Linked DNA regions of Rattus norvegicus: region 1 is linked to region 2. The links are chromatin contacts, called in public Hi-C maps. All regions are on one chromosome and are shown on one strand. Each heading gives the region's core, a stretch centred on a gene start, on an enhancer-like site or on the middle of the called end of the contact. The rest is flanking DNA. Distances are from core to core; before and after follow the strand shown.

Region 1 (6,270 bases), core at 2,738-5,237, 2.0 Mb after region 2:
CTGGGATTAAAGGCTTTATATAAGTTGTTTTTGTTTTGCATCACTTGCTTTGATTTTTTAACTTCTCGGTGTCTCATGGATGAGAATACAGAAAGAGAGCCAATCCTCCATCTTGTCCCCATGTGGGGCAGCAGGAAGTGCAAAGAGTCTTCTCACAGGTCCTCCTTGGGCTCCCAGGTTCATCGGAATATCTTTTAAGGAAAAAAAATTCATAGGTTTAAGCAAAAGCCCTACCACCTATCATTGCATAGAAACAAATATAATCTACAACAAGGTAGAAAAAAAAATCTTCTAGACCAGCAGTTCTCAAACTGTGGGTCAAGTTAGCCGTTCATAGGGATTGATACCAGATATCCTGCATACCAAATATTTACATTACAATTCATAACAGTAGCAAAATTACAGTCATGAGGTAGCCACAAAATAATTGTATAGCTGACATTACCACATGAGGAACTGTACTAAAGGGACACAGCATCAGGAAGGTTGAGACCCCTGGTCTAGACATGCCTTACTCCCAGAGTACTTTTATATCTACACCATTCCAGGCAGCTAGCCAGGGCCGGGTCAGTAAATTCTGGCTTAGGATAAGAAAGGAGTCGACGTGGATTTCAGGATAAGGAAGGAGTCGACGTGGATTTCAAGACAGCTTCAACGGTCACAGATGCGCACTAACATCCGCTCTCAGAGCTCACTACCACCAAAGGGTGCAGACAGGAACAGCGCGAGCGGTAAAAGCCAAGAGTGCCCCTCTCACCTCTTACCAAGCTTCCACCCCAGGTTTTTGTTCTTGTGTGTAAAGTGCAGCCACCTGTAGAAGTGTGGAGATTCCAGAGTCGAGAAAACAGTGTGGGTTTGAGGGAGCGGATTTAAAAGTCGTATGGGGAGGTTCAATGGAAACCACCACGTCTGCCATCTTTGACCTTTGCCTCTGAATCAGAAAGGACTTCCCCGTCATCTCCACCTTTAAGAAGTCATTTAGGCCCAGGGAAAGATCGTGGGTTAGGCTTCTTACAAAAGGTCACACACTGTGTTGGAAGCCGAGGCTGAAATCTTACAGTGCCCAAGAACCTCTTTAAGAACTGTGAAAGGTTAATTCTTATACAAGATGCCTCTACTTTGTTTCATAGGCAGTAGGATCCTACATCAAAAGTCCTAAGAAATTTCTTTTCGGGGCCTAACATCTGTAGCCACGGCACTTTGGTGCATGAAATCATCAGAGCAAGTAGGTACGCAGTGCATCCAAGATGAGACACAGAGAGCTGAGATTCAGAACTTGAACTGTGCCCATCACAAACCCTGTTGTCTTGCTACCTGCCAGCTTCTTTTGCGGATTACTTTAGTACTTTGCTTTGGTGCTCCTGCCCTCTAGTGGCGGGGAACTGTACTGCAGCTACTCTCTGTCACTCATTAGGCAGAAAGACCTTGCACGGCCCACTATCTCTTTGTTTATAAAAACAAACCTCGCTGCGATTTAAAATAAAACAGCAGCAACAACAACAAAACCACGATCGGATAGCCCGACCTTACCCACAAAAATATAGTTATCAGACTTTAGCTGAGAAGACAGCTGAAGCTGAGTACCAAAGATTCTAGTTTGAAAAATAACAAGTATCTATCTGACTTAAGGACGGTGGAATGAGGGTAATACGGGAAGTTGTGCAAGGGAGGCTGGGACAAGTTAAAAAGGGCAGATGAGGGCAGTGTCTTAGTGAATTCCAACTAACACCAACAGAAATGCTCAGAGCCTTGCCTCCCTCCCTATCTTTGCACCCATTGGCCTCCAGCCTCCAGCCTCCACCCCCCATCCCCTATCCCTACCCCCACACCCACACACATCCTGCCCTCACTTGACTGAAGTTGGCTCCAGAACCTGTCTCCGCTCTCTGCAGGTGAAAGGGACCTGCATCTTATATTTTCATAGCATCCAGAGCAAGACTTTCTCGCACAGTCCTTAATTCGGTGTTTCTCTGGTTATTTTCAAGGTCACCATGAAGTCCTCAGAGAATGAACACAGAGGCCACCTTGCCGGTTCTCAAATCTGTGTCCCAAAGAATTGATTACCACATAGGAGGCCCTATTTAATAGTGCTCAATAAAATTAATGAAATCTTAAGCATTGGGTTTATGACTGACTGACTTGCCTTTGTTTACAGAATTACAGACAGGCTTCCGAGGATGAACCAGGCAAACTGTGTCTCTGGTTTTCATGGATCTATGACTCAGAACTGTAGTAAGGATTTCCCCTGTTTCCCATATCTAGGTTCGTCTAACCCATAAAGGTCACAAAAACTTCAGGGAGTAGAAACCTCTTTGAGTACCACCCCAATTGCTCCCAGGACTGGGGAGCTGGGCAGCAGTCTTTTCTGTAATCACACATTGTAATGGGCAGCAAACACAGGCTCATCCTTACTGCCTGAGACCTAAAACCTAATGGCAAGCAAACTGAGAGGCTGCCAGCCCCTAGACAGCCCGACCTTCAGTGCCACCTCGCTTTGTGGTTTAGTGGGGCACCTCACTGCTATCGGCTTCCCCTGTCCCTGCTTCCATTTAGAAGGAACCTTGGAGCACGAGACATTGTCAGAAGCCCCAATTTCTGGCTTACAAAGAGAGACTGACTACAAAGTCAGTTTAGGACCCACCTAGCCCAGGATATCAAACCATGGAAACAGCTTCACATGTGAGCAACTTCCTTCTCTAGGGGTCTCCGGCATCTCTAGAATTTCATCCTCACTGCAGAAAAACTGCAGAAGCCTCACAGTCCTGCCAGACCGAAGTCCAGAACTGCCTACATCAGTGTCCCTTGGGCCATGGGCTCATCCCTGTGCCTGCCAGAGAGGCCATGTGCTAGTTTTCATTCTGTTGCTATGATAAAACAATGACCAAAAGGAACTTGGGAAGGAAAGAGCTTATCTGCCTTACACTGTCACGGGGAGAAGTAAAAAAAGAAACAAACAAACAAAAAAAAAACAAACAAAAAACAACCACCAACAACAACATACAGATAGGAACTCAGGCAGAGGCCAGGGAGGAACGCTGCAACCTCATCTACCCTTCTTATACCTGCCTAGGGATAGCACCACCCACAGCAAGCTTGGCTCTCTCTATATCACTAAAAATGCCACACGGTCATGTTCACGGAATAGTATGATAGAGAAAAGTGCTCAATTGGAGTGCTCCCTTCCCAAGAGACTCTAGTTACTGTTAAGCTGACGAAACTAACCAGCATGAACAAGACGAATTCCCAGCTCCGAGTGAATCATGGAAACCCCGAAGACCAGAGAGACCACGCCCTCCTGAGGCCACGCCCTCCTGAGGAAGATCCAGAGGCAATCTCTGGGCGTAGGTGCTTGGAGAGAGTCTCTGGACACACAAATGCAAGGGTGGCGCTGTGGAGTAAGTGACCTTCAAGGATACCACAGCTATTTTTTTTTCTCATTCTGTTATGAGGTAAGGATTTGTATGCTGAGGAGAGTGAGGTGGAAAAAACCTGGAATGCTCCCTAAAGTGAGACCCACCGCAACTGCTTCCTCCAAGAAGCATAAACAGGGGCCGGTGCGGCAGCACCCAGAAAACCTGTGACCCCAACACTTGAGAGATAAAAGCAGGTCAGCCTCAGCTACAGGCAAGTTTAGGGTCAGCCTGGATTACATGAGACCCTGTCTATAAACAAAACAGAAACAAGAAACCTGCATATCAAGTAAGAGCCTTCAACCTATTCTGGAAAAGAAGGTATGACATCCACAGCCCTGGAAAGCAAGCGATGACTTTGACCCTCTGGAAGCCACAGGACATTAAATGATTGGCATTTGATAACACCACTAAAATAGAACATTTCTATCCCCAAAAAGACGGATCCTGTCAATGAGATTCCTTTTTGAAAAATCTTATTAAACTTTCTCTTTTGCTGCTTCTTTGTATCTCTGGTTGAAATGGAGCAGGATACAGGTTACCATAGTGACAGCTTAAAAAAGAAATAACAGGGCTCAGGAGCTCTGACTACTGGTGAGCAGAGGCTGAGAGAGAAAAGAAAGAAAGAAGCAGGACTCATCCCGGGGTGCCAACTTGTTCTGTGACACTAGGGTGGGAGTCAAGACTCAGCTGCCTCATTGGATGAAGGAAGCAGAAGCCGAATGCATGTGGGAAACTCACACATCTTACCCTTCCTTTACATGCTCCTTCTTGTGGAGCCTTTCCCACTACTCGTACAGCCCTCCCCACTCTCAGTTACGCCTTCCACCCAAGTTTTGGAAAGTCCCCCGAAAACCAAGTCCAAAGATGTGATAAAAGAAAGTTGAAAAATGGGGTGCTGGAGAGACGGCTCAGTGGTTAAAATCATTAACTGCTCTTCCAAGAACGGAATGGTGACTCACAACCAACGGAATCTGATGCCCTCTTCTGGCACGTCTGAAGAGAGCAACAGTGTACTCATAAATAACCGGCTGCTTGGGCTACCTTGTTGCCTCAGATCCAGGAAAGATATTTCTTCATCCAGGCTCATTAGCCTCCTTGCTTCTGCTTCCGGAGCTGTCGAGAAGAGTTGGTGAAATCCATCCAACTCTCTTCACTCAAACTTTGGAAGTGTGTTGCAATACCAAGACAAGAAAATCCGTAATAACGTGGACTGAACGCTTGCTCAGTGTTCAGTGTTGGTCGGAAAAGGATCCTGTAACTCAGAAAAGCAGCTGGTTCTTGATCATGCAGTCACACCCATGAGACACAACATGGATATTTGACACCGGTGTCTAGAGGTGGCCACCCATCCACAAATGCTTGAATCAATCAATGTTCAGCTGTCCTGGACCTGTACCTGTATGCTCCAATGTTGGAGTTTTTACTGAAGGCCATTCAATGAGGATCTAGAGGTCCCCATGAGCAAGTGACAGAGGAGACTCTCACTCCTGGAAGTTTTTAATCGCATAGTGAAAAGTAGGCTCCGGGATTGACCCCTAACTCAGAAAGGAGTGTAACAAGAAGCCCCAAGAAAAGCTCATAAAGACACAGTTTGTTTGTCACTACCCTAGCCCCAGTGTTACCATGGCAACATAGTCTCTGATGCCCACCCTCAGTCCCTGTTCCTGATCTGCAATGCCTGCTGCCTATTTCACACTTCCTCTTTTAGTCTCTTCTTGAGCTCAGGAGCTCCACAGTTCTCTACAGTAGATGAAGGTCAGGAGCCAGTCTTGAAGGAGCAGAGACACACAGCCCACACCCAGCAGCCCAAGCCCTCCTCAAAGCACCCAGAACTGCTTGGGTCCCATGCTTTCTGTCTCCCTTTTCCCAGACCCCGAATCTAGTATTGCCTCTGGCCATATATTCATATCTACTCTATCTCCTTCAAGTACCTGGGAAGACTGTGCCTTCCTGAAGCAGGCTGAGCCACGCACGCTAAAGGAATTCGTCCCTTAGACCAGAATATTAGAAGACATGAGCTCCTGGGTGATAGCTAGAGCATCTCGGGCCACATAAGACAATAGACAGGGTTCTTCATTTGTAAGCTGTAACAGGGTGGGTTTCTATGAGTATAGGCATGTATATTATCACGTTGGGAAGCCATGGTGTGATCAGAGAGATTGGCTTACAATTCTGGGTGGCCAGTGTGTACAGAGGTTTGGCCTGGTGCTGCTTGTATTCTAATGCTAATATTGGGTCTCCAAAACCTGGTTCTCCCAAAGATAAGAGAGCCCACACTTAGATCCAAGTGACACTGTGGTCACTGTGTGACCTCGTCCCAAGTTATTTTTGATTGGTGAATAAAGATGTCGACAGCCAATAGCTGGGCAGAAGAGACATAGGTGGGGTTTAGGATTCCTAGGCTTGGGGTCAGAAGAGAAGCAGGAATGGTGGGAAAAGGGTAGAAGAGGAAGGAGAAGCTGCCATGGTTTAGCTGAGCCATAAAAACATGTCTGATTGGGCTGGCCAATTAGAGTTAAGAGCAGCCCAGATGAAACTCGAGGTTATCAATAGGAAAGTAGATTCTAATAGCAAAGATGGTAGATCTCTGCCCAGCTCTCGTTCTGCTTAAGGCTTATTGAAAACACAAAGGGTGTGTGTGTGTCTTTTATCTGAGAACTGAGTGATCAGGGCAGGGTAGAAACCCTAGACTGGGATTTAAAATTTCTCCAAGTGTGAGCTTCAGTGCACGTCACTGTGTGATCTCTGCTGTGCCAACCGGGTTGTTTAAAGTCTGGTCCTGGTCAAAAAAAAATCAGTTCACAGGGTACTGGGCATCAGTTCCAACATGTCAGTTTACAGCATTCCTAGGCTCACG
Region 2 (6,570 bases), core at 179-2,678:
TCAGGTGATGGTCTGGTGACACTTCTCCTTCTGCAGGAGACGATAAACAGCCTCACTATCAATTCCATAGACTTTACTGTCATTGGGTCCTGCTTATTCGTCTCCTGACCGTGAGTCAAAGTAGTTTGTAACTTGGCTTCATGATGACTAATGATGATCTTGATAGGCACATGGGAAATGGCTTCATTACAAACACAAAAGGATGTGAACAGATTGCTACCACTTCCTGGACTTTGGAATCCTGTGTACCTTTCCACACTGTGACTTGACATCATGGGTGTCAGTCTTTCGGGGACTAACAGAAAACATGTCTCTCACGGTCCTCCCTATTAACATGCATCTGTTAGATACCACTTCGAACTTATTTTAAAGCCCTACGAAGAAGAATCACACATGAAGAAATGAAAATCAAGCCAAGAATTCTTGTTGTTGCCTTCTCTCAGACTATATACTTTTTTTCTTCATCCTTTTTTCCCCCGTACTGGTTTCTGCTATTCCATTTGATATTTAGATAAACACAGAATCAACACGGAGGAAAAGACCCACAGGGTTTCCTTTCTTGATGCATATTAGAGCTGCCTTGATAAAAAGGAGCTGAAAGGTTCTGAGCTACCCTCGACTAAGAATTTGTAATACACAACTCAACAGAGTCTAATAATGTTATAGAATGTCTCTGCAGGACACTGAATACTGGTTTTCCAATTGCTATTCTCTCTTTGTTTTGAAATATAAAACCACAAGCAGACTTAGTTTGTATTGTGCACCACTGTTTATAATTTGAGTGACTCAAAACAAGTCATTGATGGTTGTTGTGGCATGCAGCTATATTGACTATACCTTACTGTTTTCAGGGTGGGGGGAAGCATGCAATTATAAAGAAAATAAATTGTATAACAAAAGACACATTTATGTCTTACATGATGAAGTGCTTGTTAAGTAACTGTTGTACACTAATACGACATATTGCTTCAGGGCCAACAAAACAATAAGGGACAGGCAAGATAGTTCAGCAAGGAACATTTTGTTCATAATCATTTTGAACAGTTATGGACTCTGCAGAGTTGTCATCAAGCTCCTCTCAGCTTTTTTGTAGAAACAGAGGTGCATAGTCCTTTCAGTTTATACACGCTGTGTTCCTAGCTTTCCTTTACGAAAGGTTGTAATGGTCCGAAAATTGCTGAAGTCAAACCTCAAAATCAAATAGTATGCAAAGACAAAGAATGTTTATTCTGCACAAACATTCAACATCTGGGAGTCAACCATTCTACAAAAAGGTGACACCAGACAAAGTTGGACAGGCCTTCTTACAGGGAAGTGGGAACTCTAAATTTAGGTAATCTAAAATTTCATTTGTGGGCCCCAGGAGGTCACAGGCGGTCAGTGATTTGCATTCCTATGTCATGAACACTTAGCCATAGGAGGAAATCGGGTTGCCCTGCACAGATGGCCTATTCTGAGATAAATATTTCCCATTTTTGTGGTTATCTCCAGGCCGTTCTTTGGGAAGGGGTTTTATGACCATGTTTTTGGATTTTGTGATCTGTTCCTGAAGCTGGTATCTTAGGGCCTAGCTCGTGGGACTTATGGTCTGTTCCTGGAGCTGATACCTATGGCCTTCTTTTCAAGATTAGATCTGGCCCTTAAATGGAGACAAATGGGGTCTATGTTGTTTTTTCAATGTGAGTAGATTTTCTATTTCCTTATTCTGGGTTGTGGCCTTCAAAATTTGGGAATGTTCTCTTATTTCTTTGTCTTTTTTACATATAAAAGGTGCTTATTATTTTTAATTCTGATCTTGTGTATGGGTGTGTTCACATAAATCCTAGTGCCATCAGAGCCAGAGCATCAGGTCTCTTGGGGCGAGGCTTACAGATGGTTAGGAGCTGACTGATACGGGTTTTGAGAACCAAACTGGAATTCTGCAAGGGGGTACATACTTCTAACTACTGAGCTATCTCCCGTGTTCCACAGTTCTTCGTCTTTCAGAGTACTGACATTGTCAACATTTTAGGAAAGCAGAATGGAACTAAGGGCCTCAAATCACTATGAATAAAGGAACTATCTGCTAAGATCAAGTATTTTGCACTAGTAAGAACTAAACCATATTGTAGGTACAGAGTCTTCCACTCTTTAGAATATCTTAATGTAACTTAACAATATCTATAATATTAACTTCTTTTAATGTACATGGTATATACCCAAGATATCATTACTTTTTTATAGAACACATTAAGATAGTTAAATATTTTGTAAAAGACTTAGAAAATATCTTAATTTTATTATGAAATAGATATAAAATAAGGCTGTGATTAATGGGAGGCTGCATATAAGTCAGTTTTCCTTCTGACACAAAATGCAGAAGATATTTGATCAGACTTTAAGCAATCATATTATCCTCTAATCTATAGCAAATGACTGTGATTGAAATCTTATTTATTCCTAATGGTTGAGCTACTCATGTACTTTCTAAAACACACATCCTTAGTAAAAATATGTATTAATATAATATCAATCCCCCAACTGTAAGTCCCCAAATATTATGCATAACTTAATTTTCAAATCATAACCAGATAATTTTGTTCTTCTAAATTTCCTGTTGAGCTTTGGAAATTTATTCATGTGACTAAAATTTATCACTACAGATGTCACTAAGAAAGAATGCAGTGGCCAAGAATGTCCTGTGAGGTATTTTAGGCAATCATATATTAAGATGTATGTTACTTAATGGGCCATTTCAAGTATTTACTCCTTTTGGGGGGGGGTAATTGTTCTACTTCATACAAAACTACAGAGGGTCATTTTAGAGGGGTTGCCTGGAAATACTAATTTTTGGCATTTATTTCCTTTAGCCTATCTTCTATAGTGTCCAAGACTTCCTAAGGTCCAAGATACAGATAGCTGAGAGGCAGAGTACTTGTTCATCATGTGCAATGCCCTTGGTTGAATCCCTAGCACCATGAAACAAAGATCGAAATGCTCAAGAAGCAAAAAGGAAAATATGCATAAATGTGGCCGTATAATTGTATAAGTAAACTTACATTTTCTTGATCCTCTGAACATTTGCTCATAGGTTTCTTTTTGCCTTACCAGTCCTCATTATAAAGTTCAAAGAAAAAGTATGAAATATTTATGTCAATGTATATTAAGATTTTTTATTCTAATTTGAGCTAGTATCCAACTAGAAGCTTCAACCCTACTGACTATGGCCTCCATGGTATTGGCAGATATTCTGCAAAGGAGGAGATAAGTAGTCATCAATATCTCCCATATACAAACATTGTGACATATAATAGTGACCTACCTGCCTACGAGATATACTGGTACAACAAGTGTAAAAATATTATGGGAGTAACCAACCACATTTTAAAATTAGGTTTATATCCCACTTCAAGAAGTAGAATCTTCCTGACATTGCTAAAATGACCAAGCACCTGAGACTAGATAAGTCTTGATAGACCAGACATAATTCCAGCAATGAGAAGTGGATAAGAAGTCTGACTCCAACCAAGAAACTACTTGCAATTGGTAACTGCTGGGAAAAAAAACAGTTTTCTCAAATAAAGTGTCATTCCTCCCTGCTTAGTTAACATAGAGTTAGTTAACATAGAGAACTTCTATTATTCTTTTTGTGTTTGCTTTGTTTTTATTTCAGTTATTTTTTGTCTTGCTGGTTTTTGTTTGTTTTAATTGTGTGTGTGTGTGTGTGTGTGTGTGTGTGCATGTGTGTGTGTATGTGTATGAGAGAGGGGAGGATTAAGAGAGAAGGACAAGGAGAAGGGGGGAAGGAAAGAGAAAAGGAGAGGGAGAGGGAGTGGGAGGGGCAGAGAGAGGGAGAAAAACTAATGTTGATTGGGTAGGGAGAAGGAAAGATCTGGGTAGAAAAGGGGCATGGGAAAGTATATTATGATCAAAATATATTGGATAAAACAATTAAAGAAGAGAGAAATAAATCCCTACAAAGCAAATTTCTGTCATCAACTAAAGGTAAAAAATATTTTATTTCTGTTGTCTTGACCTTGGGTGACTCTCCTGTGAACTGCTGTTGATAACAGATACTACAAATGGAGTTGGTGTCAGAACCTCAGGAGGTATTACATCAAAGTCTGATTAGTTCCTTGTTTATAGTAAATGCTCAGTGTTACCTTTTTGTGTGTGTTGTTCATAGTTGTGTATAGCAGAAGTCTGCATGTGTAAAACTATTCTCACATTCAAGAATGCCTTCCTTTAATTTAGTTGTTATAATGTACCTAATCTACTTTGTATCATGCAATGAAGTATACTATCTTAATAAGACAGCTGCTTCTTCCTTAGTTTACACCATCTTAGTTCATTGGTAACTCTATTTCCTCCTGCGTTCAGGTACTTTGAAAGGAAATTTTATCAGTATGCAGTCAATTTAAAATTTTAAGTTTCTTTTTTTTTCCAGAAAATAAAAATTTAAGTTTCTTAATGTTAAAAGTTCAACTCCTCTTTTCTTTCAGGTTTTGTAGTATTTGCCTTAGTGCACCTGAGAAAATGTAGGGAGTCCCTGAGGGCAATGAAGATTTTCCCACCTCTAGCGTGTGTATCTCAAAGGTCTATGCGGGACAAGTAGATAGCTAAGCAGAGATACCCCAAGTCAATGGATTATGTGTTCTCTGTCTTGAGAACTCGAAGAATAAATTTCAAAGAAGACAGAAAGTTGAGTTCATTTTTTATCTTAGAGAATTTTCTGTAAATACTTCACTACCTCTCTATGTCCTTTTTCTCTTTTCCTGATAACCCAGTAAGCCCAATTAGTGCTTCCCATATGTGCGTGGGTATAGGTGACTATGGAAACATGGGAAACCTGCCAGGGCCACACCCCCAAATTGAATGATTCTACTCCAGAATCTATCAGTTGCCAGTACCTTCTCAGTGACAGATAAGATCTGGGAGATCATCTCCCCATTTCTGTAGGTATTTTGGCTGGCTTAATTTTGTGTAGGTCATGTGCTGGTAAGTAGAGTTAGTATGCATTCAGGAATACAATAGCTATGTTGTATCTTGAAGATTGAATTTCACAGCACTTCTGATCTTTCAGCTCTTACATTCTTTCTGAGGCAAGAAGGTGGGTTTAAAAGAGAATCTTATTAAAGGTGAATATTTAAGATTGAAGGGTCCAGCCTAACATACAGATTTCATTTTGTATTCAGACTCCATGTTATATTAAGTTTGTCCTTAGTTTGAACTCAGTTACTGGGGGAAAGAAAAACACTTGTTGCAGGAACCAAGGCACTCTTAGCAACAGCCACTCTACCCTTACTAACAGCCAATCAACTCCTAAGAAGGACGTATCTAATGTTCCAGATGTTTTGAAATAGATTACTTATGATAACTACAGTTGCTCCTAACAAGATGAAATCACTACTAGCCAAAAGAAATACACCAAGGTGAAATTTACAAATGTTAACTAGTCATGTAACTGATAAGATAGAAAACCCCGTACCCTGCTAAAACTATGATAAAAATGCAAGGTTTCACCAGCTCAGGCCCATCTATATCCATCCACTGCACTGGAGAAGTTGGAAATGTTGGAGAGTTCTGAGCTCCAGCTTGAATAAAGACTCTTTGACTTTGGATTCAAGTTGGGTTCCTCATGGTCTCTGGTGGTCTGTAAGGACACTGCAACCTGAGCATAACATTTAGGGGCTCGTACTGGATTTCCACTCCTTTTCCCCAAACAGAACGTCTGACTCTTAGAGTCAAAGACTGATCGATAAGTGTGTTCTACAATATGCTTGTCTAAGTGTCTGGCCATTTTTTTTTCTACTAAATCTGGAAACCGAAAATTTGTGAACTGAAAATCAGAAATTCATTACCTATCTCTCAATTCCACAAAACTAATTTTCTTAGTTTGTTTTTCTTTCTGTGTAGATAAATTTATTACCTGAATGATACAATGGGCAAGAAATTGGCAATACTCATGATTCTCTCTCAGGTTTTCAGTTTGCCTTCTGTTGGAAGACTCTGGAAGTTTCATTTCCTTCCTTCCAAACCAAAATATACACCAGTGAGCACCAAGCCCAGCTCAGACTGAACTGAGAAGTATTGCATATATACATATCGCCCAATTATAATGCTAAAGAGAGTAAAGTCAAATCATGAGCAGTACCCTAATTAACATGTTTGGCATCACTGCAATCTAACCTGGACAGTATATAGTATAAAGTGAGTAAAAAGAGCCTAATTATTGAGGTGTTCAGTTGGAGAGCCAAGGATGAGAAATAGATATGAAAAGCAACAGCTGGGACCAGGAAGTCTTGCCTAAGATGATGGCTTATGCCAGGCAAGTTTATTAAGACGTTTAGTCTCATCTTTATTATTTTCTGGGTCAGGGGGAGGTAACTAAGGTGAACAGAGAGCTAAATCAACACACAAGGCTGCCAAAGGGAACCTGGAACACCTCTGACACCCCAGCTTTAATGACTGATAACCAAAGCTCAGATGAAACAGGTTGGTTCCCAGAACTGTGAGCTTAATTTCTAGAAGGCACTGACTTCAGCAACAGACATCTTTTGCCAAGTCAGTTCCTGAACCAAAGAACACAGA

Evidence for each region. A called contact is a pair of places that touch in the nucleus more often than the background predicts.
Region 1: a contact with region 2 is called in a Hi-C map of the A7r5 cell line, with 2.5 times the contacts expected there. The contact joins two enhancer-like sites. A contact is called at or near these places in 2 of 12 Hi-C or Micro-C datasets (the A7r5 cell line and Schwann cells).

Annotation. Positions count from the first base shown.
Region 1 is chr10:28,322,919-28,329,188 of GRCr8, forward strand. No RefSeq gene overlaps it. Among named protein-coding and RNA genes, the nearest start is that of Mir146a, 24 kb to the right of the region's middle. Within about 2 kb of position 3,988, at least 9 of the 93 cell types and tissues checked have an H3K27ac peak or open chromatin away from gene starts, as enhancers often do. A contact at or near this core is called in the A7r5 cell line, where this site is marked.
Region 2 is chr10:26,313,528-26,320,097 of GRCr8, forward strand. The region is part of intron 1 of LOC134480667 (glyceraldehyde-3-phosphate dehydrogenase-like); the gene reads right to left. Among named protein-coding and RNA genes, the nearest start is that of Ccng1, 630 kb to the left of the region's middle. Within about 2 kb of position 1,429, at least 6 of the 93 cell types and tissues checked have an H3K27ac peak or open chromatin away from gene starts, as enhancers often do. A contact at or near this core is called in the A7r5 cell line, where this site is marked.